Regions from separate parts of the Mus musculus genome. Here region 1 is linked to region 2. A link is a contact called in public Hi-C data. All regions are on one chromosome and are shown on one strand. The core of a region is the stretch at or near the end of the contact, and the rest is flanking DNA. Distances in the headings are between cores, read along the strand shown.

Evidence for each region. Hi-C and Micro-C count contacts between places; a contact is called where the count stands out from the background.
Region 1: a contact with region 2 is called in a Hi-C map of B cells, with 5 read pairs. The contact joins the promoter of Mrpl18 here to the promoter of Mpc1 in region 2. A contact is called at or near these places in 1 of 39 promoter capture datasets (cranial neural crest) and 1 of 484 Hi-C or Micro-C datasets (B cells).

Annotation. Positions count from the first base shown.
Region 1 is chr17:12,912,897-12,917,763 of GRCm38.p6, forward strand. It overlaps Mrpl18 (mitochondrial ribosomal protein L18), which reads right to left and starts at 3,195. Exons shown (of 4, transcript NM_026310.3): 1 at 3,051-3,195; 2 at 2,742-2,928; 3 at 874-1,105. The coding sequence starts at 3,102. It overlaps Tcp1 (t-complex protein 1), which reads left to right and starts at 3,433. Exons shown (of 12, transcript NM_013686.4): 1 at 3,433-3,733. The coding sequence starts at 3,670.
Region 2 is chr17:8,280,563-8,285,637 of GRCm38.p6, forward strand. Mpc1 (mitochondrial pyruvate carrier 1) reads left to right here and starts at 3,225. Exons shown (of 5, transcript NM_018819.5): 1 at 3,225-3,399. The coding sequence starts at 3,329.

The DNA.
Region 1 (4,867 bases), core at 1,945-4,444, 4.6 Mb after region 2:
AATAAATCTTAAAAAAAAAAAAAAGATGCCAGTATAACAACAGGAAGTGCAGTGCTAACATCCTGGACTAACGGGTCTCAGTCACCCAGCAATACCAACTTGCAATACCGACTGACCTCAGTTTGTACAGAGAATGGGAACACAAACTCCTATGGACTACTGCAAAAACCAAATGTCACAGGATCCAGCCAAGGCCCACCATGTAGAATACCCTCAAGAAAATAATGTAAGCACACCTAACACCAAGAACTAACCAAAACTCTCTGGCGTCTCTGCGTGTTGCTAGAGATTACACACGCAAGGTAGCGGCGCTCTCAGAGCTGTGCCCCCAGCTCTGGACCTTCTGTGTATCATGGATGAAACAGCCTCCAGCATGCATTACCAATGAATAACTTGCAGTTCCTGGCCTTCCCACTTAAAATTCTGAGACAAAGTCTTACTAAGTTATTCAGGCAAGCCTAGAATTTGAGATTCTTCCAAGTCAACCTCTTGACAGCAGGAATTATTGACCCTTGTCACCAAAAACAACTGATCTTGTTCCCCCACCCCCTCTATTTTTAAACAGGATCTCACTATATATCCCCAACTAGATGGAACTTCCTTGGTAGACCAGATTGGTCCTAAACTCAAGAGATCTGCTTCTACCATACCACACCAAATTTTTGTTTCTTTTCTGCTTTCTTTTTTTGTTTCTTGAGACAGGGTTTCTCTGTGTACCCCTGACATTCCTGGAACTCACACTGTAGACCAAGCTGCCCTTGACCATGGAGATCTCTTGCCTCTGAGACCTCCCGAGTGCTGGGATTAAAGGCATGCACCACCATTCCTAGCCGAATGTTTACCTTTTAAGTAAATACATAGAAATACAAGTACCGAGTCTGAGGACGCCTCCCACGGGGTGGGCTGGTAGACCATGAAGTTGATTCCTGCTTCTAAGCACCGCTGTGCCAGCACTCGCCCAATGCTCTCACAAGCCACCACGTTTCTGGTACTATAAAGGTGTTTTTTAATAGCCCATTCTCGAGTGGATGCTGAAACAACAACCTGGCCGTTAAGATGCTCAACAAATGCTTCTACGTGATGCTGAGTCTTTACAACTCGCAACCTAAACGGGGAGAAAAGAGTTATAAAACAATCTATTAACAAAAAGTTGGGCCACTTAAGGTGAATAAACGCCTACGTGTTCTTCAAGAATTTGGTGAGCCCACTGTTAAGACAGTTCAATGGGTAAAGATGCTTCCTACCAAGGCCAACAACCTGCATTCAACCCCCAGGGCTCACAAGGTGGACCATGATCTAAGTATATGCGGTATATGCATGAACCTGTGACTATATGCACATACCAATCAACTGAAAAAAAAAAAAAAAAAACAATAAAAACAAACTGGAATGGGATTTGTTGATGCCCTCTTCTGCTGTGTCTGAAGACAGCGACAGTGTACTTACAACAATAAAAATGTGTAATTACAAAAAAACCAACCAAATAAACAAAAACCAGAAAAATCCCACTGTAACAAAAATAATAACCACCGTAAAAAGATAACCCCTACAATGATAATAATGTAGTTTAAATAGTTGAATTAAGAGCTGGAGAGATGGCTCGGCGGTTAAGAGCACTGACTGCTCTTCTAGAGGTCCTGAGTTCAATTCCCAGCAACCACATGGTGGCTCACAACCATCTGTAATGGGATCCGATGCCCTCTTCTGGTATGTCTGAAAACAGAGACAGTGTATACCCATACACAAAATAAATAAGTCTTAAAAAAAAAAAAAGTTAAATTAAAAAAAAAAAAAAAAAAAAGACATACAGCCGGGCGTGGTGGCGCATGACTTTAATCCCAGCACTCGGGAGGCAGAGGCAGGTGGATTTCTGAGTTTGAGGCCAGCCAAAAAAAAAAAAAAAAAAAAAAGACATACATTTAAAGCATCTAGCATAACTGCTTGTAAATCCAATGCTTTCAGTTAGTAGCCATCTTGGGGCTGGGGAGTGCAGTTCAGAGGTAAAGCACTTGCTTTGTGTGATGAAGGTACTCATCTAAACTGCGTAGTTCTCCCAAAATAAAATTTAACATTTATTTCCATGTGTATGATTATTTTTGGGAATGTATCGCTGTGTGCCAAGGTCAGAAGAGGGTGTCAGATCCCTGGGAACTGGAATTACAGACCATTGTAAGCTGCCTGGGTCCTCAGTGAACTCAGTAAGTGCTTTAAATGAATACAAATTTTAAAATGTATTTCATAAAATGTTTCTATTAATGAACTTTTAACCTTTATTCCCCCCATTAAAAAATCATTAAGGCTCAAACTTTACCCTAATGTGCACGCTAATAACTAATTCTACTTAGCACTCTATTCTGTAACAGCTTACACACACACACCTTTACTTACTGAACAGGTAGGTACACAGGCCTGTCAGTTCCAGACACTCAATCCCAGCCTCCTAGCCTCCTTTGCTAGAATAGCCTTCATGGCAAATGATTTCGCGGCTTCCTGTCCTTTAGATCTCAGCTTTTTGACATGTCACCTTCAGAGAGGCCTCAGGACATAGCCGCTTATTCTCAAATTACCGTTTAAGTTTTCTTCAAGGCAACTAACTAGTTGCTTGCTCCAAGGTCGCTTTCTACCCACATGTCATCTTCCTGACACATCCCGAGGCTTACCTGGCAGGATCAGTCAGGGGATTGGTGAAATTGGTAAGGTGCTAAGCACAGCTTAGTCAGTCACAAGCCGACTTTAATTACCTGTGCCAGAACTCACGGTTAGGCCACACGGTAGCCCAGCCCCGTTCTTTCCGAGCTACCCCTAAGAGCTCCAGATTCCGAGGGTTCCGGTTGGTGAACTCCGGGGCCACCGCTTCGTTTTCCTTACTCTCCACGTCGGGCTGCACGGCCGGCACGGAACTGGTTGAGAGGGCTGCGAACCCACACTCTAGAAAATGAAAAAGATCACATGCATCTTTCACTTTCCCACATCAGGTACAAAATCGCATTTGCAAATGCACACGTACTGTGCACAGAGCGCAGGCAAGGAGGTGGGGCGAGATTAGTTACCCAGTTTCCTGCAAACTGACAGACATTTCCAGAACCGCGGCCGAAGCGCCATGGCTGACGGGACCTGGGCAAAGTCACACAGTGCCCTATCTTCCTTTGCTCAGGGTCGTCTCGGGGAACAACTAGTCGCAGCCATGTTAACTGTGGGTAAAGCTACAAGGGCCGGCAGTACCTCGGTGTCTCAAGGACCCGGAACTAACAAGCTCCCTGGTGCTGAGTGGCCGAGTGAGCGATCGGTATCCCTGGCTCACCAATCACCGCAGACGTTGAGGCGGAGGGCGGGACACGCTAGCCGTGGCCAAGAGCCTGACTTCCGTTTTCCACTTTCGCGCCTTTCTTCTACTGTCTCTAGTTGACCCAGCGTCCCGCAGCCCCCTACTTCCGGCGTTTTCAGTTTTTCGCCCCGCCCAGCCCTCGTCTGTCAATCCCTACCGCTTTCCCGGCAGACCTTGCGGTTGGTGGAGCGTGGAGAGCGCGCAGGGCGTGTTACCCAGCAGGCCCCGCGGCATCGCTCGGGCCTTTCCACGCCGTGGTCCCCGCCGTGGTGGCCGTTAAACGGTCTCAGAGCGGAGCTATCGGTTGTCTGCGGCCGTAGTGAGCTTTGCTTCGTTTCCTGAAGATGGAGGGTCCTTTGTCCGTGTTCGGGGACCGCAGCACTGGGGAGGCGGTCCGCTCCCAGAATGGTAAGGGCGAGAGAATGGTAAGGGTCCAGCTCGCGGCGGCGCAGGCCGAAGCCCAGCCGCAGTCCGTAGGCCGGGGCTGTCCGCCGGGCCCAGTGAAGTTCCTTCAGGAGAAGCCCAGCCATCCCGGATCCGCCCTCACTAGCGGCCGGCTCGGCGCCATTGCGCCCTACCGTGTAAGGGAAGAATGTTCGAGAATGCACACGGTTGGGGGAGGCGTTCAAGATGGGTGTGGGCGTCCGTGCCCCAATACCTAGTAGAGGAGCTCCAGATAGACTTCTCCGCCACTCCCCTCTGCTCCTTTGTTGGGTTCCAAGCCGGTTGGAGCACCTCTGACATAGCCAGAAAAGAGTAGCTTTCACCGGTTCCATTGGCCCTTGAGAAGATGCTCATAGAATCTAGGTGGCTTTTGCGTTGCTTCCCTTCCCTGGTCTGGTTCTTGGATGCCCAGAATCTGCAGGTGACAGCTGCTCCCCCAGTAAAACGTAACGGAATGCAAACTGAACGTTATTAAGCGATACTTTTAGCTGCCTTTATCGTGGTTAACTTTAATACGAGTAAGCACGTGGTTTGCTGTGGTTGAATTTGTTCTTGAAAGCATTCCCTTGCAGGAACCGTGTTCTGTGTTGTGCTTTTTTTTTTTTTTTAAACAACTCTCTTAGAAATTACTACTACTTTATCCTGGTGAACTATCTAATATTCTTACTAAACTTGCCAGAGTCTGAAGAGAAAGGCTGAACTTAAAGGGTTTTTTCCCCCCTAGTGTAGTAGTAAGGAATGAACTTAAGATTGCTTATAATTTGAGGCATTAAAATCTTTGCAATCGGTGATATACCAATACTAAATAGAAAAAAGAATAGTTAACCTTCACTGGTCCTTAAGTAAGTGATTCCCCCCCCCCCCCACACACACACACACACACACACACAGGGTTTCACTGTATAGCTGTGGCTGTCCTGGAAGCAACTTTGTAGACCAGGCTGGCCTCGAACTCAGAAATCTGCCTGCCTCTGCCTCCCGAGTGCTGGGATTAAAGGCGTGCGCCGCCACACCCGGCTTGATTTTTTTTTTTTTAAATAGTAATTACAGACTTTAGATTTTAGCAAATCATAGGTAGTTGAGTGTCATAGTTTATGT
Region 2 (5,075 bases), core at 1,975-4,474:
AACTGAATGATCAAAGGCAGGGTAGAAGCCCCTGATTGAGATTAAATAATGTCTACAAGGAGCCTGGAGGCAGGAGCTGATGCAGAGGCCATGGATGGGGTGCTGCTCACTGGCTTGCTCAGCATGGTTTGCTCAGCCTAGTTTCTTACAAAACCCAGGACAACAAGCCTAGGGATGGCGCCACCCACAATGGTCCACCATCAATAACCACTTAAGAAAATGCCCTGCAGGTGTGCCTACAGCCCAACCTTAAGAAGCCATTTTCTTAGTTGAGGTTCCCCTCTCAGACTTCAGCTTGTGTCAAGTTGACATAAAGCGATCTTGCACACTCTGACTCCCAGCCATTTGGTTTTGTGTGAGCTTACAGCACTAGGCATGAATTCCCCTCGAGACACAACCTTAACACCAATCAGAAAGTTGGTTGCGCCATGAAACTTCATGCCACTATTGCCTGCCCTATCTTGCCTGGCACTTTCATCGTGTAGCATGCAGGGTCCACAGCTGAGTAGAACTTTGGACCACAACGCTCCCCAGCAGTCTTCAGACACCTTCCAGCACTCTAAACGCTAGTCAGCAGACAGGGAACACGTCTAGTTCAGTTCCAGCTTTATGTCTCCAAGTCTTACAACCAAAGTGCATGGCATCTTCAGCAACTGGGCGTTAGTATCTAACTTTGGCAAGCACCCAGCAGCAGTGGCAATAGCCTTTCTCAGTTTTGAAATATCTAGGACCTCCTAGGGTCAATAGCCCACATGGCTCTGGGAACATCTCTTTCCACCCACAATTGGTACCTTCACTCATGCTTTAACCGGGGTATTGACACATGTAGGCACAGGCTACTGCAGAACTTTCTTTTGGTCGCAGTGGGTATCATGACTCAGACATAAGCTTCCTAGACTTTCCCCGCTGTGTCTGACCCAGTGTGAACTGACTTCCATCCTTGCACCTTAGTCTCTCAAATGTTTCTAGATCTAGAGACCACTCAGAAGCATTATTCTATCCATATAATGAAACACTGATTGATCGATTGACTGATAGAGTCTCACTATGAAGCTCTAGCTGTCCTAGAATGCACTAGGTAGACCAGGCTGGCCTCAAGCTCAGAGATCTGCTTCCTGAGTTCTGGGATTAGAGGGGTTCACCACCATGCCCAGATTACAATAAAACATCCTTTTAACAGAAGATGTCACAAGTTCCAGGCCAGCCAGGGCTACACAGTAAAAAAAAAAATTACTTTCCTCCATCTCATGTCCCTTCCGTTACACTTAGGGGTAGCCACTGTCAGTGTTGTCCCAATATCTTTGCACACAAAAACATCGCTGAGCACAAATGAGTAACATACTTTATACAATAGTCCACACATTTTTTCCTGCAGATAAATACTATAATTACTTAGCACTAGAACATAAATAACTTGTTTTCTTGCCTAGTCGCTATCTAAACCAGACTGGTCTCAGAACTCATAGGAGGTCTGCCTACCTCTGCCTCCCACTTGTTAGGATAAAAGTGTACACTACCAGGCCTGGTTTATTACTAATTTGCAGTTATTTAAGACAGGATGTCATGTAGCGCAGGCCAGCCTTGAATGGGTCCTCTTTTCTCTCTCACCTGCTAAGTTACACACTATGACACACGCTGGAACGCCTTGAGGATTGTTTCCATATTAAAATAAGCTCCACAAACTAGCCTTTCCAGGGACAGCTCTAGAAAGGAATTGCTGGCCAAAGGGAATGTCCATTCTTAATACTTATGCATTCCCTTGAGTGTTTGGTTTAACTTCCTATATTCATTTCTGCCAGTGCATTCCAGACTTCATATTCCCCAGTGGCATTCTAAATTACTCAACTTTCCTTGATTTGAGGTATAATCCCCAAATTGTGCTTTTGTTGTTGTTGCTGTTTGTGTGTTTTTTTTTTTTTTTGTTTTGTTTTTTTTGCCTGGCCTTGTTTTTTGTTTTTCGTTTTTTAAATTTTGTTTGAGACAGGGTTTCTCTGAGTAGCCAGGGCTACAGAACTAGCTATATAGACACGGCTGGCCTTGAACTCAAATCCTCCTGCCTCTGCCTCTGCCTCTGCATCTTCGGTGCTGGGATCAAACTCATTTGCCACCAAGGCCCGCTTCAGGTTCGGTTTTGGTAAGGAAGAGAGTCCCCTCTATTCTCGGAAGATTGTTAGAATAAACCGGCAAAAATTAAATCTGAGAAAAGCTGCACATATTTACTATGCATAGAAGGGGAAAACCACAGAAGATTACCATTCGTTTAATAACTTTCGCCCCAAGCCCCACCCCGAGGACTCAGTGGTGACCTTGAACTTCCCACCACCCAGCCTGGTTTACGGCAGTGCTGGAGATGGAACACAGCCAGGGCTTCCGGAGCAAACCTGGCAAGAGCGCTGCAGTCCGGGCCCTGCAGACCCTTCCCTATAAGGGGAAGGTCGTCTTCAGCCTCCTTTTGGTAAACAAAGACTGACACTGGCACGAACTCAGGGGACGGGCCTTAGCGACCCTTAGCGCGGTGTGGCCTACTCGGGTGTGGCTGCGAGCAGCCTGAAGGCAGTTGTGTTCTTCACGCGATCCGGTTTACGGCGGAAGGGATTCTGTCACCTTTCCTCTCCTCAAGAGTGGTAGTGGTGACAGGAAATGTAGCCAGGCCCTTCTCATTACCTCCGGCTCAACTCTCTCTGCATTCTGCCCCCCCCCCCCCCGCCATGTCTGGGGTGTGGCTCTGAGCCTCTGCGGGTGTACAGGCTAAAGCTGCAGTATGCACGCTCCGGGCACTTATGTAACCTGTGCTTTCCACACGTGGGCAGCCACACTTCTGGAGACTGAGGCTCTTAGCTATTTTTAACTGCCTCCCTCCTCTGCACTCGGTGACTCCATCCCAAGCCGGTCGCCGCCGGTTTGCAGGATCTCACCGTCTCTGTGCAGCCGCCCGCGGGGCAAAGGGACAGGCGAGGGGTGACAGGAGCCCGACCTGCCCACCACGCCCCGCTGAGACCCCGGAAGCCTGCCCAGGACCCCCGGGCAGAGGAGTGTCACCCTCGCAGCCCCTAGCAACCGCCAGTCGTCCGGGCCGCCGGGCCCTTTTACGACGGCAGCCCCGCGGCGCGCACCGCCCCGAGGGCAGGCGGGGGGTGTGTCGACCGCGGCAGCCAATCCCGGACGCGCTCTGCGGTCTAGCGCGTTCTCATTGGTGGAGCGCCGAGCGGTCGTAAGGCTTCTCCGAGTGTCGTGAGGCGGGCGCTGGGGTGAGAGCGCCGAGGGCCTCAGCCGAGTCCACAGCGGTGTCATCTGTCTAGGTAGCGGCTTCACCGCCAACGGCACGGCCATGGCTGGAGCGCTGGTGCGCAAAGCGGCGGACTATGTCCGGAGCAAGGACTTCCGGGACTATCTCATGAGGTGAGCGTCATGGTAGGCCGTGGGGGAGCCGCCCGCTGCGGGAAAACCCTGCGGCGCCGTGCCAAGGTAGGAGAGCGGCGCACGGGTGGAACGCGCTCCTACCGGTGCCCGAGGGGACGGCGCTCCCGAGGGTACAGCAAGTGACCGAGGGGATGGCGCTCCTACCTGTGACTAGGAGGGCAGAAGGGACAGCGCTCACACCCGTGCCTGAAGGGACAGCAGGACTCAGGGGACGTAGCTCCCACCCGTGACCTAAGGGACCGCAGGTTACTGAGGGTACAGCGCTCTTGGTTAAGGCGACCTAGGGAATGGCAGGTGACAGGGAACAGCTCCAGCCCCGCGAACTGAAAGACATGGTGTGACTGGGGACCCCGCCCCAACCTGTGCCGGAGGGGACGCCTCTCCCACCCATGCCCGAGGGGACAGCGCTCCCACCCGTGACTGAGAGGACGACAAGTGACCGAGCGGACAGCGCTCCCGGGCAGGACGACCCAGGGAATGGCTGGTGACAGGGAACAGAGCTCCAGTCCTTGACTGAAAGACGCGGTGTGACTGCAGGGACGCCGCTCCGGCTCGTGACCGACCGGACGAACACCGCTCCTGGGCAGGCAGTCAGGATGCCCTTGCGTGGGTTGACGTGGGGACACTGGGTGCTACCATCCCCCTCCTCGTCTCCCGGCCCGGGACTTGGCGGGAGCGGTGCTGGAATGTGCCGGGATCCGGGTAATGGGAGCTAGAATTTGCAGCACAGAGGGCGGGGTTTTTTTTTTTTTTTGGTTTTTTGTTTGTTTTTTTGTTTGTTTGTTTTCCATTTGACGGTGCTTGGGGGAGGGGGACCGGACAATCATGTGTCGCAGCCACGCAGTGCGTCTGAGAAGAGGCATTTACTTGCAAGGTGTGTGTCCCGAGGGCTTGACATTGAGAGGTTGAAGAAGCACTTTCCAGAATTCATTTTCAGTTATAATTTCCTGGTGCCTGATTCTATTTTAAGGATCTCACAAAATTTAGAAACCGATTACAATATTTCCAAGCATAGTTTTATTTTCTTGTGATTTTAAAGTTAGATAAGTGGAGGGCTGCTTTTTAATTTTCTTCTCAGTGGTCAATACCGAGCCTGCCAGTGGTGGCATTCGCCTTTAATCCCAGCACAAGGGAGACAAGCTGGAGGATCTCTTGAGTTCAAGGCCAGCCAGTCTACAGTAGTATTGTAGTTAATAGTAAATACTTAGTGCCTTGAGTTTCTACAACTGTCTTACTCATCCGTCTTCACCATCTTGATTAATGTCTTTTCCTTTGCGAGGCGCTTCTGTTTCCCTGGGACCCGCCTTCATGCCTGGGCTCAACCCCCAGTGCACCGTGCTGCTGCACTTGATTTTTGATAAGACTCAGATCAAGAACTTTCTATATTTCTAGGTCTGTTTTCTTAACAGTCCCTCAGTCCCTCCCCCACCCCCGTTCTTTTTTGTTTAATATTGAGTCTCAAACTCAGGTCCTGTGCCTTAAAAGGCCTACAAAGTTATACCCTCAGCCCTCGATTCTTTTTTTTTTTTTTAATTTTATGTATTTGATGTGAACCTGAGTATATGTACCTATGGAGGTCAGAACAGGCATCCTGGAACAAGCATGCAGACAGTTGAGAGCCTTCATGTAGGTCTGGCAATGAAAACCAGCTCTTT